3 separate regions of the Mus musculus genome follow, and regions 1 and 3 are each linked to region 2. The links are chromatin contacts, called in public HiChIP or PLAC-seq and Micro-C maps. All regions are on one chromosome and are shown on one strand. Each heading gives the region's core, a stretch centred on a gene start, on an enhancer-like site or on the middle of the called end of the contact. The rest is flanking DNA. Distances are from core to core; before and after follow the strand shown. Region 1 has its middle 35 kb from the start of Phb. Region 2 holds the start of Spop (speckle-type BTB/POZ protein). Region 3 holds the start of Ngfr (nerve growth factor receptor (TNFR superfamily, member 16)).

Region 1 (3,438 bases), core at 226-2,725, 220 kb before region 2:
AGGCCCTAGCTATGAGGCCACCGAGGAATACCCTTTGCTCCATGGTCTGACTCCGAGCTTAAGCAGCAGGTCATCCCAGTCATCCCCCTGCCTCCCTTCCATGCCATCTTTTCCTCTACTCTTTCTGGTTCTCCAGAAAGAGGCCATTCTGGCCAACCTTCAGTCTGAATGACAGTTATGTGGGCCAAACGAGTGGCTCAGCCTTTTCTGGGGAGGAGCTGGCTGGGGTTGCCATGGTGATAATTCAGGGTGGTGGTGGGGGCTTCTAGCTATTTCTTCTAACAGCCTTAATTGCTCATTTATTTAGGGCAATTAGTCCCCAGTGTCCCTCCCTTCCTTGACCCCAGCAAAGGCTATTCTTGGCTCCCATAACATTCTACCCAGATGGGGTGGAGCCTGGGTCCAGAGTGAACAGAGTGGGGTGGGGGTAGGCAGGATAGGGGACAGAAGACACTGCAGCCTGAGAATCCACAGCTAGAGGATGACCTGGTCAGATCATGCCCTGTCACTAACCCATGTTCCCATCATCCTCTCTGACTTGATCCATTCAGCTCCTTGGGTGGACCCAACCCTCCGCAGGCCCCTCAGTCTTCAGACAGCAGTAAGTTCTTTCAGTGGCATGGACAGCCATCAGAGCCACACAGGGACATGCTCTCTCCCCAGAGGCAGCTTTTCCAGTAGCTGCAGGCCTCAGGGAGCCACTTCCTGCTCACTGGGTGACTAGGATCCTCTAACCCTAGCCTTCTGTCTCTTGGTAGAATTTAGCATTTCTTTGCCTAGACGACTGAGTCAGACTGGTAAACCTACCCTGGCCCTAAGTTTGAGGAAGGGCGGGATGAGGTCCCAGGACTCACTGGGGACATCTCACTGCATTTAGAAGACCCTGCCCTGGCTTTTTCTCTAGGCCTCATCCTTCCACTCCAGGGCCTCTCTGTTCAGTTAGGCCCCACAGACTCTGCAGGGAGGGGTTTTTGCCTTCCTGGGGAAGGGACCTTGGATATCTGTTTCAAGCTCTTCTCTCTCTGGTATAACTGGGGTTCACCAGTTTTCTGAGGAGCCCTTGGTCTAAAGTTAGAGCAACCCCCAGAACCTCTGTTCCCAGATCCTTTGCTTTTTCCCTTTGAGTTCTGAGATGCTTTTTTGACCCAGCCACATTTGTGCCTGGAGCTCCTGTGAGGAAGGGCTGCCCACTCACTGGGGACTATTTCTCAGCCCCACCCTGGCTCTATCCGTACTCGCTTCATCTCCCCTGGTACCTGCCACAGTAGCCACCTTCCCTATGAGGGTGTCTCCCTGTGACCTGGAGGAAGCCCATGGGAGGTAGCCAGGCCTCGAGGACAGAGAACGCAGGCAGACAGCCCGGACTCAGCCTTGATGTTTCACTGGTTAGGAGACAAAGAGAGCCATGTTGGGGGTGACCTCACCCCTTGGGCATCCTCAGCTGGACAAAAGGCCGGTTGTTCTCGGGCTTGGAAGCAGGAGGCAGAGATGACACTGTAGGCCTGTGACCCTCTGTAGAGCCCTGCTCTACACAGTACAGCCTGGACTCTGGGAGGCCCAGCTGAAGGAAGCCACCATTCCATCGGCATAAGACATGAGAAAAGACCATTGGGGGCTCTCCTAGGCCTAACCTCAATCTGGACAATGAGCACACCGCCCAATAGTGGGGGTGCAGGGACCTCTCTGCTTGCTGCTTTTCTTTGTTTACAGAATTGGCCTGGGGGTAGGGCCTTCCTTTTCCTTCCAGTCCCTGAGAGACATGTGAGAGGGCCCTTCAGATGCACTCTCCTAGAAGAGTGGAATCTCCTTGGGGTGAGATGGGGGAGAGGGATGTGGGCCTGAAAGTGCCACAGGCCTGCCCATCCCTTGCCCACCGCTTCTGCTTTTTGTGCCTACTTTATCTTCTCCCTCACCCACCTTGCTCACAGGTGTCTCATCTCCCACTGGTCTCTGAAAATGATCCTCACCCCCACATCTCCCTAGCCCCTCCCCCAGGAAGCTGCCCCCCCCCCCCGCCCTGCTCTGGAGGTCACCATTCCAGCCTTCTGTCAAGGCCCTGCTTAGGTGTTGCCAACGGCTTTTCTCTAAGAAGTTTCTAAGGGCAGGGACTCCATGTTTCCATCTGAGAACCCCTTACCTAACTCCAGCAAGGCCTTGTGGGGTGGGGTGCTTTAATGATGGCAAACACCCCCAAGTCCAGTCCGATAGCCAGCCCTCCCAAGGGCCACCAAACTGAACTGAAAGTCCCAATGGGTGGGACCGAGTGTGGAGAAGGTAGGGGAGGGGACTGCCCTCCAGATGTTGTTGGAAATCTAACACATTCCCCTCCCCACTGCCTTCTCCCACTTCCCGCTCCATTTCCCCTAAATATTTACTGATTTTTTATTTACATTCTTTGCCCGAGGTGCCCGGCCCCTGTCAGGTCCCATTTGCTTGCCCGCTCCCTCCTGCCAGCTCCCCTCCGCATCCCTCACATCTGGAGCCAGCAGTCCTGCAAGGCTGGCCACAACCTCCCCCAGGCCGGAGGAAAGAGAGGAAGGGAGAGCAGTAGATGGGAAGCTCTGGGCAGGGCTGGGGTGGGAGAGGCTCTGGGACAGGGGCAGCACACAGGCATGCTTGGCCTGCCCCAATCTGGGATCGCTTTAGTCACACACACACCCTCCCCCTTTGTTTCACTAGGACTTCTGGAAGGGGCTGATGGATGCCAGATGCTGGGAGCACCCTCACCCTAGGAGGACTCCAGAGGGAAGGAGGGAGGAAGGAAGGAAGGGAGGAAGGGAGGAGGGTGAGCCTCAACTGAAGAGACAGCCAGGGGAGCCAACTGTGTTCCTGGTGTATGGGGCAGACTTAGGGTTACCATCCTTGTGAGTCTTTCTCTCAGCTGAGCAAGGAACCTGCTGGAAAGTCGTGATGTTCCTCTCCAGTCGCAGGCTCCCAGCTACCTTCTGTCTTTTACCCTTAGTGACTGAGCACCCGCAGTGGGCCAGGTACTGTCCGGAATGCTGATGGCATGCCTGCTGACATCGCTGACTTTTTTCTTGAGGGAGGATAGAATGTTCTAGAAGGTGCTTCTGTGGCAGAAAGGCCAGCCGGGCAAAGGGAATGGGGAGAGATGGAATCACTGACATGCAACATTACGTGGCAGAAACAGGGGCTTCACAAAGCAGAGTTTTCAGGAGGCAAGGAGAGAGCTGTGGTTTCTGTAAGGAAGCCCTTCGAGGCAGAGGAGATGGCCTCGGATGCATGGGGACCCCATGGGCTCCAGGGGTGGGGTGACAGTGATGCTGGAAATGGGAACAGGGAGGATGATGACAATTTCTTTGAGTGAGCTGGAGACCCTAAAGCAGTGGTTCTCAACCTGTGGGTCGCGACCCCTGGGGGGGTCAAATGACCTTTTTCACAGGGGTCACCCAAGACCGCCAGAAAACACAGATATCT
Region 2 (3,783 bases), core at 895-3,394:
CCTGTGCTGCTCTGTGTCATCCTCTGGATCCAAGTGCAACATGGCAACTGGAAACAGCACAATAGACAGACAACTGAACCACATAAAGCCCAGTTAAATGAGGAAGTGAGAAGTGTTCATACACTTTCAAGACCAAGAACATGAGGTTCTAGGGATAAAATGCCAACCAAAATTATGTCTTGTGAGAATACCAAAGAAAGAACACAAAGGAAAAGGAATTTCAAAACAAGGCTGATTCATGTCCCACTCCCAAGAGTATGAGACATTAGGTTAGCCAGACAACTGAAAAACAAAAGATGCCCCTCCCTTTTCCATTCTCTCCACCCAACAACAAGTTAGCTATTCATTTCAATACAATTCAGCAAACTTTTTGCTAGTAGAAAGTGTTTATCTTTGGGACCAAATGTATACCTGGCACTAGGGAGGCAGAGGTAAGCAGATCTCTGTGAATACAGTCTTGAGACCAGCATGGTCTTCATAGGGAATTCCATGCCAGTCATGGCTACATAACAACTTGACTATATCAAAAACAAATAAAACATCTTTTTCCCTACATGGTAGAGCTAAGACAAAGTTTCTAAGAGGGATGGCACAGCACCAAACTAAAGAACCAACTGCAGTCTGTCAGCTAAAACTCTGGGACCTAAGTCACTGGAATATTTTTGTAAAGTTCCTCATTTTAATTTTTTGGAACTTGCCAATATGAAAGAATTAGTGCTCAAATTATTTGAAACTAATACTTCTGGACAAGTTGTTCAATTGTTTCTGATTACCCCTGTTTCCATATTGTCACAGAATGTACAACTAAACTGTACAACTAAATGTATAACTAAACTGAAACGCTATGGAAGAACTTACACACACACACACAATGAACCAAAAAGGTCCCACTAAGTAAAAGGGCTGAAATGAAGCTACTGATTGACAGCTTGATTTCTGTTTTGTTGTTACCTCAAGTCTGTGTGTGGCACTTATCCCTTCCTTAGCTACTCTGTAAAGGCAACTCAGAATTTTACTAAAGAGAAATTCCCACCTTAGTTTCTTTTTTAATGGACCTTTTAACAAATCCTTTTTAACAAGACTATCAAAATCCCCTGCCAGAATAACGAGTTGGACTTACTCCTAAACTTAGGGGAAGTTTGTAGTAAGGTTTCAGCATGACGACGGGAGTGGTGGAAAGGGAAGTAATACTAGAAGTAGAAGTAGCAGTTAAGTTTCAAAAAGAAGGGTCAGCGTGGGACACGTTGGCTCTAGGAGGCGTTGGTAGCCTGGGAGTCTCTAGGGCAACACCAGATGCAAATAGTGCTTTGTCCTTAAATCCCTCGCATAATTTAAATTCTCCCTCTCGGATCGGAGCGACAAGCTCACTATTGGGTGGCAAGTCTAGCGAAGAAGGCGGGCTCGTGGTCAAGGGGCTCTTTATCCCGCAGGTCCCTGCAAAACAGCAATGCGCATGCGTCCTGAAGCAGCGACCAGGCACCCGGAGCTCCTTCACATTCGAGCATGCGCAGTTCCCCATCTCGCCGCAGGCGACAGCTCACTATTTGGCAAGGGGGATGGGGTTGGGGATATGATGGTGAGGGAGGCAGGAGGCAGGGGGCGCGTTTGTGTTTCCAGAATGCTTGAGGTAGGAAGAACGGACGGCTGACTAGGCTCTGGCTTCCTCGGGCCAGGAAACCAACATAGGAAATGGGGCAGAGAATAGTACATTAGGAAAAGTGTGTGTTGTGGGGGAGGGTTTAGTCACTTCTCAAGGAAAAACCCCGCACCCCAACAGGCCAACCCCTTCTTCGACTCTTGACACACACATACACACACTCACCTGAGAACGGCGGCGACAGCTGCTGGTCCCTGTCCCCCTGCGCTCGCCTCATACTGCCCGCAACATCCGGGACCTGCGGGACCGCCGATACACAAATACACTCTTGGAGCGCGCACACACATACAAACACATACACACACATACACACACACACATACACACATACACACACACACACCACACACACACACACACCACACACACACACACCACACACACACACACACACACACATACACACACACACACACACACATACACACCGACACACACCGGCCTGGGCGTCCTGTCGTCAGCACGTCGACGCAGCGAGCGCGTACCCGCCGGGCCCCACCCCGCGCGGCCTCCTCCCCCCAGCTTCCCGCCCCGCCCCACCCCGCCTCGCCCCGCCCCGTCCTGCCCCGCCCCACCCCGTCCCGCTCAAGACTCTCCAGCTCCTCCTCTTTTAAGACTCCGCCTACCTTCCCTAGTGCGCAAGCGTCGCGAGGTGGTGCCAGGGCCCGGGAATTTGGGCGGAAGGCGGAGCCAGAGTGGAAAGAGGCGGGAACTCGGAGGGGGTCGCGTGCAGCGCGCAGAAGTTCGCGCTGAGGTGCGAGGCCAGAATGGAGGAAGGAAGCTGAGATCCAGGGACCGGGTGGGTGGAGCAGCAACAGGCATTTCGCAACTGAAACCTAGTTGTGCAGTTTGTGGATTACCGATGACTTAGCTCTTACTTTCTTTTTTAGGCAACTCTCAGCTAAAATACTTTTTAAAGAACTTTTAACATGTGTTTTAGTTTGTTTTATTTTTTGAAATAGGGTCTTGCTCTATAGGATTGGTTGACCTAGCACTCTCTTTGTTGACAGGCTGGCCTTAAATTCATAGAGATCCATGTCCAATAAGCCTAGCCTGCAAATGCTAACATTTATAAGGTACTTTGCTAGAGTACTGTGAGGCACACCTTTAACCCCAGAACTCGGGAGGCAGAGGCAGGAGAAGCTCTGTGAATTTAAGGCCAGCTTGGTCTACTTACTGAGTTCACAGTCAGCTAGAATTACAAGGTGATACCGCGTCTTGAAAACTAAATAAATTAGCATTTGACAACAATAACCAAAGAGCTGTTCTTTCTGGGAAAGGCAGAAGGGGTGTGTGTGTGTGTGTGTGTGTGTGTGAGAGAGAGAGAGAGAGAGAGAGAGAGAGAGAGAGAGAGAGAGAGAGACCCAATGGAGAGGAAGCTGATTCTGTGACAATTCCTTGGCTAAGCCATCCGGGTCCCCAGTCTGTCTCATGTCTTAGCTCCCATGGACCAAAAGTGATTCTGGAGTTGGGTAGAATTGTCTCAGAGCATCTTGGCCCTGGAAGAAAACAGTCATCTTTGTGTTACATTCTTCGATTACCTTAAACTTAAAAGAAAATATTTTATTACTGAATCAAGCTCTCAAAAGCAAAAGCAGACTGCCTCTTGCATACACATATCAAGCACACACCTAGCTCTGAGAGATCAACCCAGTGACCCTGTGGGTCATGAGGTAACAGGGTTGCAGCCTAATTGAGAGCTGCTTCCTGGCACCCTACTGCTTTCCAGGCCTTGGGACAGTCTCCAGGAGACTCTGCTCCTATCTCTTGCCACATGCTCCTTGGCACCCAGTGGCTGGTGAGCCTGTTCAGCAGGGAAGGCTGGCAGCCCAGGAACCAAGCCACTGGGTTTGGAAAGAACCCCGACAGTGCCGGGAGGCTTTCCACTTTCAAGTATAGAAGCAGACCCCGTAATCCCCATATGAAATATCCTAGGAATTATAAGCAAAACCTTCCAAACCCTTGGGGCCTTACACAACCTAGATTCTAGATGAAATTGCTCTTATTGGTTTTTTTTTTCTCTGCTTTATTTTGAGGGTTTGGGGTTTTGAGATGATCTCACACAGTCCAGGCTGACCCCCCCCCCCCCCCACACACACACACACACAGCTCACTACGTAACAGAG
Region 3 (3,557 bases), core at 851-3,350, 170 kb before region 2:
CTATGCAGCCACACTCCCTGCCAGCACTCAGCAGTACATCTCGGGCTTGTGCTTCAGCTTAATCATAGAAATACTGCTAAGAATAGTAACAATTGCTGTTTGTAATTGTTGGAGTAAGGCTTAAATGATCAAGACCATGGAAATTATTAATAACCCAGGCCCAGCCATGGTGGTGTGGGTCGTATTAAATTGTGTTGAGATGGATAACCTTGGCAATAATAGTAACTGGGATCATAAATTAATAACGGGAGTATTTAAATTAATGCCACACTGTCGGTAGCCTGGTAGTAAGCAGCTCAATGCTTCTGGAAGTGCTAATGCTCCCCCTTCCTGCCTCCCATGAATTCAGCAGAGAGTAAGGCAGGTCTGTAAAAGCGTTGGGGGAGGGGACATCTTAGAAGTAATCTCTGTCCAGGCGGAAGGACTCCCCAGGGACTTCTGAGGTCCTGCTTTCTGCCTAGACTCTTACATCCAGCCATGGTGGCTCATGAACATGAATTCTCAAAGCCACAGTGATGTCTACCCGTCCTTCCTGGGGACTGTCTGCTGGCCTTTATTGGCTACATAGGATAGGTTTTTTTTTTTTTCCTGCAATTAAGTTTAAGTGACCTAGGAAATCACCTACTCATGAGCAGGCCTGCTTTATAAATGCTCTTGGTCTGTCCCTTGTTTCTATTATTTTGGGACTGTATTTTTTTGAAGAGGAACTGGAGTCCAGACATAGCTAACATCTGGTGCTGGGATAGACTGTCCCCACACAGTTCTGTACCAGGGCCTTCGATGTCTGGGAACCAGAGAAGGGCGGGGCGGTGTTTCTTCTGAAAGACTGACTGCACATTCCTTGGCATACAGGTGGTTTGATGTGCCACGCTTCTAGAGCATGGCCAGTGTGATCCTCAGAAGGCCTACACAGCTCACGGATGAGTCTGTGGATGTTGAATCCATTCAACAGCTCTCCCCTTGAATCCCCTCCATGACTGAACACTTGGGTGGTCAGAGAAGACACTACTGTCCCTGCCCGTAGGAAACTCACAAACTCATGTAATCATGTTTGTGTGTTGTCTGTATACTCTGTGTGTGTGTGTGTGTGTGTGTGTGTGTGTGTGTGTGTGTGTGTGTGCATTTGAGGGCAAAATACAGATGTGGGCTTGTGTGACTACCACTGTGCAGTGCACACATGTGAGTGTGTAGGAGTGTATATGTGAATGTCAGCCTGTGTGCATTGATGTATGTCTGGTCTGTGTTAGGAGCCCTTGTAGGATGAGCAGGTCTATATGAATGCCTGAGGGACGGTATAGGCAGATGTCAGTACGTCAACACACACACGTACAGGTGCACTTGAGAGTGTGTTTGTGTATTCCTGGGGTTTATGTGCACACCTGTGACTCATTCAAGCTCATGAAAGGCTGGAGATAGAGTTCTGTGATACAATGCTTGCTTAGCATGTGTGTGTGTGTGGTCCTAGGTTCTATCATGTGTGTGTGTGTGTGTGTGTGTGTGTGTGTGTGGTCCTAGGTTCTATCATGTGTGTGTGTGTGTATGTGTGTGTGTGTGTAGGAGAGGGGGAGACAGGGACAGAGAGACAGAGACAGAGACAGAGAAACAGTGTCAGACAGATATCCCAAATTATGATATTGGGATAGATTTCACCTTGAAGGCCCCAAGGAACATATCCCTCCACAAGTTGGAACAGAGAGAGAATGGAATAAGGTGTGTATCCAACCATAAAAGGAGGGCAGCCTCATTTTCGGAATAAGGGCTAGGTAGGCAATTAGGCTAAAGATGTTTAAGAGAGTTAACCCCGAGGCAGGCTTCATCAGTAGGAGAGCAATGGCCCCCGTTGGATCCGAAGCATCTTATGCTCAGCATAACCGGAGGTGCCCTGGGTACGTGGGGCAGCCCACTGAGAAGCCACAGCGGGGCACACGGGTGCGGCTCCTCTCACGCCTCACTTGACTGCTCTGGACTCCCCACCCTAGGCAGCCGGGCGGGCGCGGTTCCGGAGGGGTTGGGGGGGGGGGGGAGTTGGGCGGGCTGGGCGGGGAGGAGGCGGGGCTGCTGCATTGCCTTCACCCAGCTGCTCCCGCCCGCTAGCAGCCAGAGCGAGTGGAGCCTCCGCCAGCTCCGGCGGGCAGCGGGCGCTGGAGCGCAGCGCAGCGCAGCTCAGCTCAGCGCGCAGCACCATCGGTCCGCAGAGCGGACTGAGCTAGAAGCTGAGCGCTGTCGCCGGAGGCGAGCAATGAGGAGGGCAGGTGCTGCCTGCAGCGCCATGGACCGGCTGCGCCTGCTGCTGCTGCTGCTGCTGCTTCTAGGGGTAAGTGATTAGTAGGAGGGACCTCCGTTAACCTTTTCAAAGAGCTGAACCCCAAGGGGATGTGGGTGCCACCACCCAGGGAACAGAATAAGACGTTAAGGTCCCAGATGCTGGCAACGGGTGGCGGAGGAGCTGCGGGATCATGACCCACAGGGGCGCTCCTAGCTTCTAGGACTTTCAGAGCGCAGAGGCGACCCAGTCCCAGGATAGAGATGCAGACAGGACTGTTGCAACGACACCCGTTCTTGGTTCTGCTTGCTGCTGCTGGTTCTTGAGCACTACGACGGGTGCGGTGTAGGAGACTGGGAGCAGTCTCGAGTGGGGTGGAGGGAGGTTTGGGAATCTCGGGCGCCTGGGTTCTTTTGACGACAGCGTGTGAATTTTGGGATCCCGAGGGGAGTTTTCTCTTTAGCATCTTAGTCCCTGGGGAGTTGTAGGGCAGAGAGAAGGAAGGGAAAGAGATCGGCACTAAAGATGTGAGGGGCTAGAGACGGAACAATGCGGGAGGCAGCTGGAGGGACTGGAGGCAGAGGGGACCCAGTATGGACAATGGGGACCGGCCAGACAATGGGGGGGAGGGGCATCGAAAGGAGCGATTCGGGAGTGGCAGAGAGGTTGAAGAGAGAGAAGTGGGCTTTATGGAGGGCAGAAAAGAGACAACCACAAAAGAGATAGAGAAATGGAAAGAAGGTGCATACCCTAAAGTGCTCGGGGCCCCGCCTGTCTGTCTACTCAAGGACGATGCGATGAGGACAGCCCAGTCACAGACGTTTCCCGCGTGGGTTCTAGCGCTCTTTCTAGCGGCCTCGCCCAGTCCGGGAATTGCGTCTGGGCATCCCAGGCAGGGAAGAGAGCGCTCACTTCACTATGGCAAATCCGCTTCTAGGGTAGTTCCTTGACAAACCTTTCACGTGGTTTGAAGCAACTCAGTGGACCCGGAGAGACAGAGCCGGGGCATCCCCCTACCCTATTAAACGCCGGCCAGCTCTCGAGATGCGGAGCGCTGGGACTCTCAAGGCTGTGATGGTTCCGGCAGCGCACAGCTAGGGGATGCAAAACCCCAGGCGACCCGCAGGGGGCACTGCGGGCGAGGGATTGCTGTTGGGAGCTGCGTGCGCGCCTTGGGCTGCGCACTGAGTCCCTTCTAAGTTAAGCCGCCACGGGCCCTGAGCCCTCCGTGCTCCTTCCGGTCCAGAACTTAATAGGATCATCATCCCGCCCACACCTGGCCAGGCTTTCGGTG

What was found. A called contact is a pair of places that touch in the nucleus more often than the background predicts. HiChIP or PLAC-seq counts read pairs in DNA pulled down with a chosen protein or histone mark.
Region 1: an HNF4G HiChIP or PLAC-seq map of pancreatic cancer cells shows a contact between it and region 2. The contact joins the enhancer-like site here to the promoter of Spop in region 2. A contact is called at or near these places in 5 of 39 promoter capture datasets (cranial neural crest, embryonic stem cells and hippocampal neurons), 1 of 484 Hi-C or Micro-C datasets (embryonic stem cells) and 4 of 115 datasets of contacts at active chromatin or transcription factors (embryonic basal ganglia, embryonic stem cells, pancreatic cancer cells and 1 more).
Region 3: a contact with region 2 is called in a Micro-C map of embryonic stem cells, with 2.2 times the contacts expected there. The contact joins the promoter of Ngfr here to the promoter of Spop in region 2. A contact is called at or near these places in 3 of 39 promoter capture datasets (cranial neural crest, hippocampal neurons and stem cell-derived epiblast-like cells), 14 of 484 Hi-C or Micro-C datasets (the N1E-115 cell line, cardiomyocytes, cortical neurons and 7 more), 8 of 115 datasets of contacts at active chromatin or transcription factors (embryonic forebrain, embryonic stem cells, forebrain and 3 more) and 2 of 9 other capture datasets (adipose tissue and liver).

Annotation. Positions count from the first base shown.
Region 1 is chr11:95,630,683-95,634,120 of GRCm38.p6, reverse strand. No RefSeq gene overlaps it. Among named protein-coding and RNA genes, the nearest start is that of Phb, 35 kb to the left of the region's middle. Within about 2 kb of position 1,475, at least 56 of the 459 cell types and tissues checked have an H3K27ac peak or open chromatin away from gene starts, as enhancers often do.
Region 2 is chr11:95,412,444-95,416,226 of GRCm38.p6, reverse strand. It overlaps Spop (speckle-type BTB/POZ protein), which reads right to left and starts at 2,144. Exons shown (of 10, transcript NM_001359107.1): 1 at 1,823-2,144.
Region 3 is chr11:95,586,241-95,589,797 of GRCm38.p6, reverse strand. Ngfr (nerve growth factor receptor (TNFR superfamily, member 16)) reads left to right here and starts at 2,100. Exons shown (of 6, transcript NM_033217.3): 1 at 2,100-2,314. The coding sequence starts at 2,240.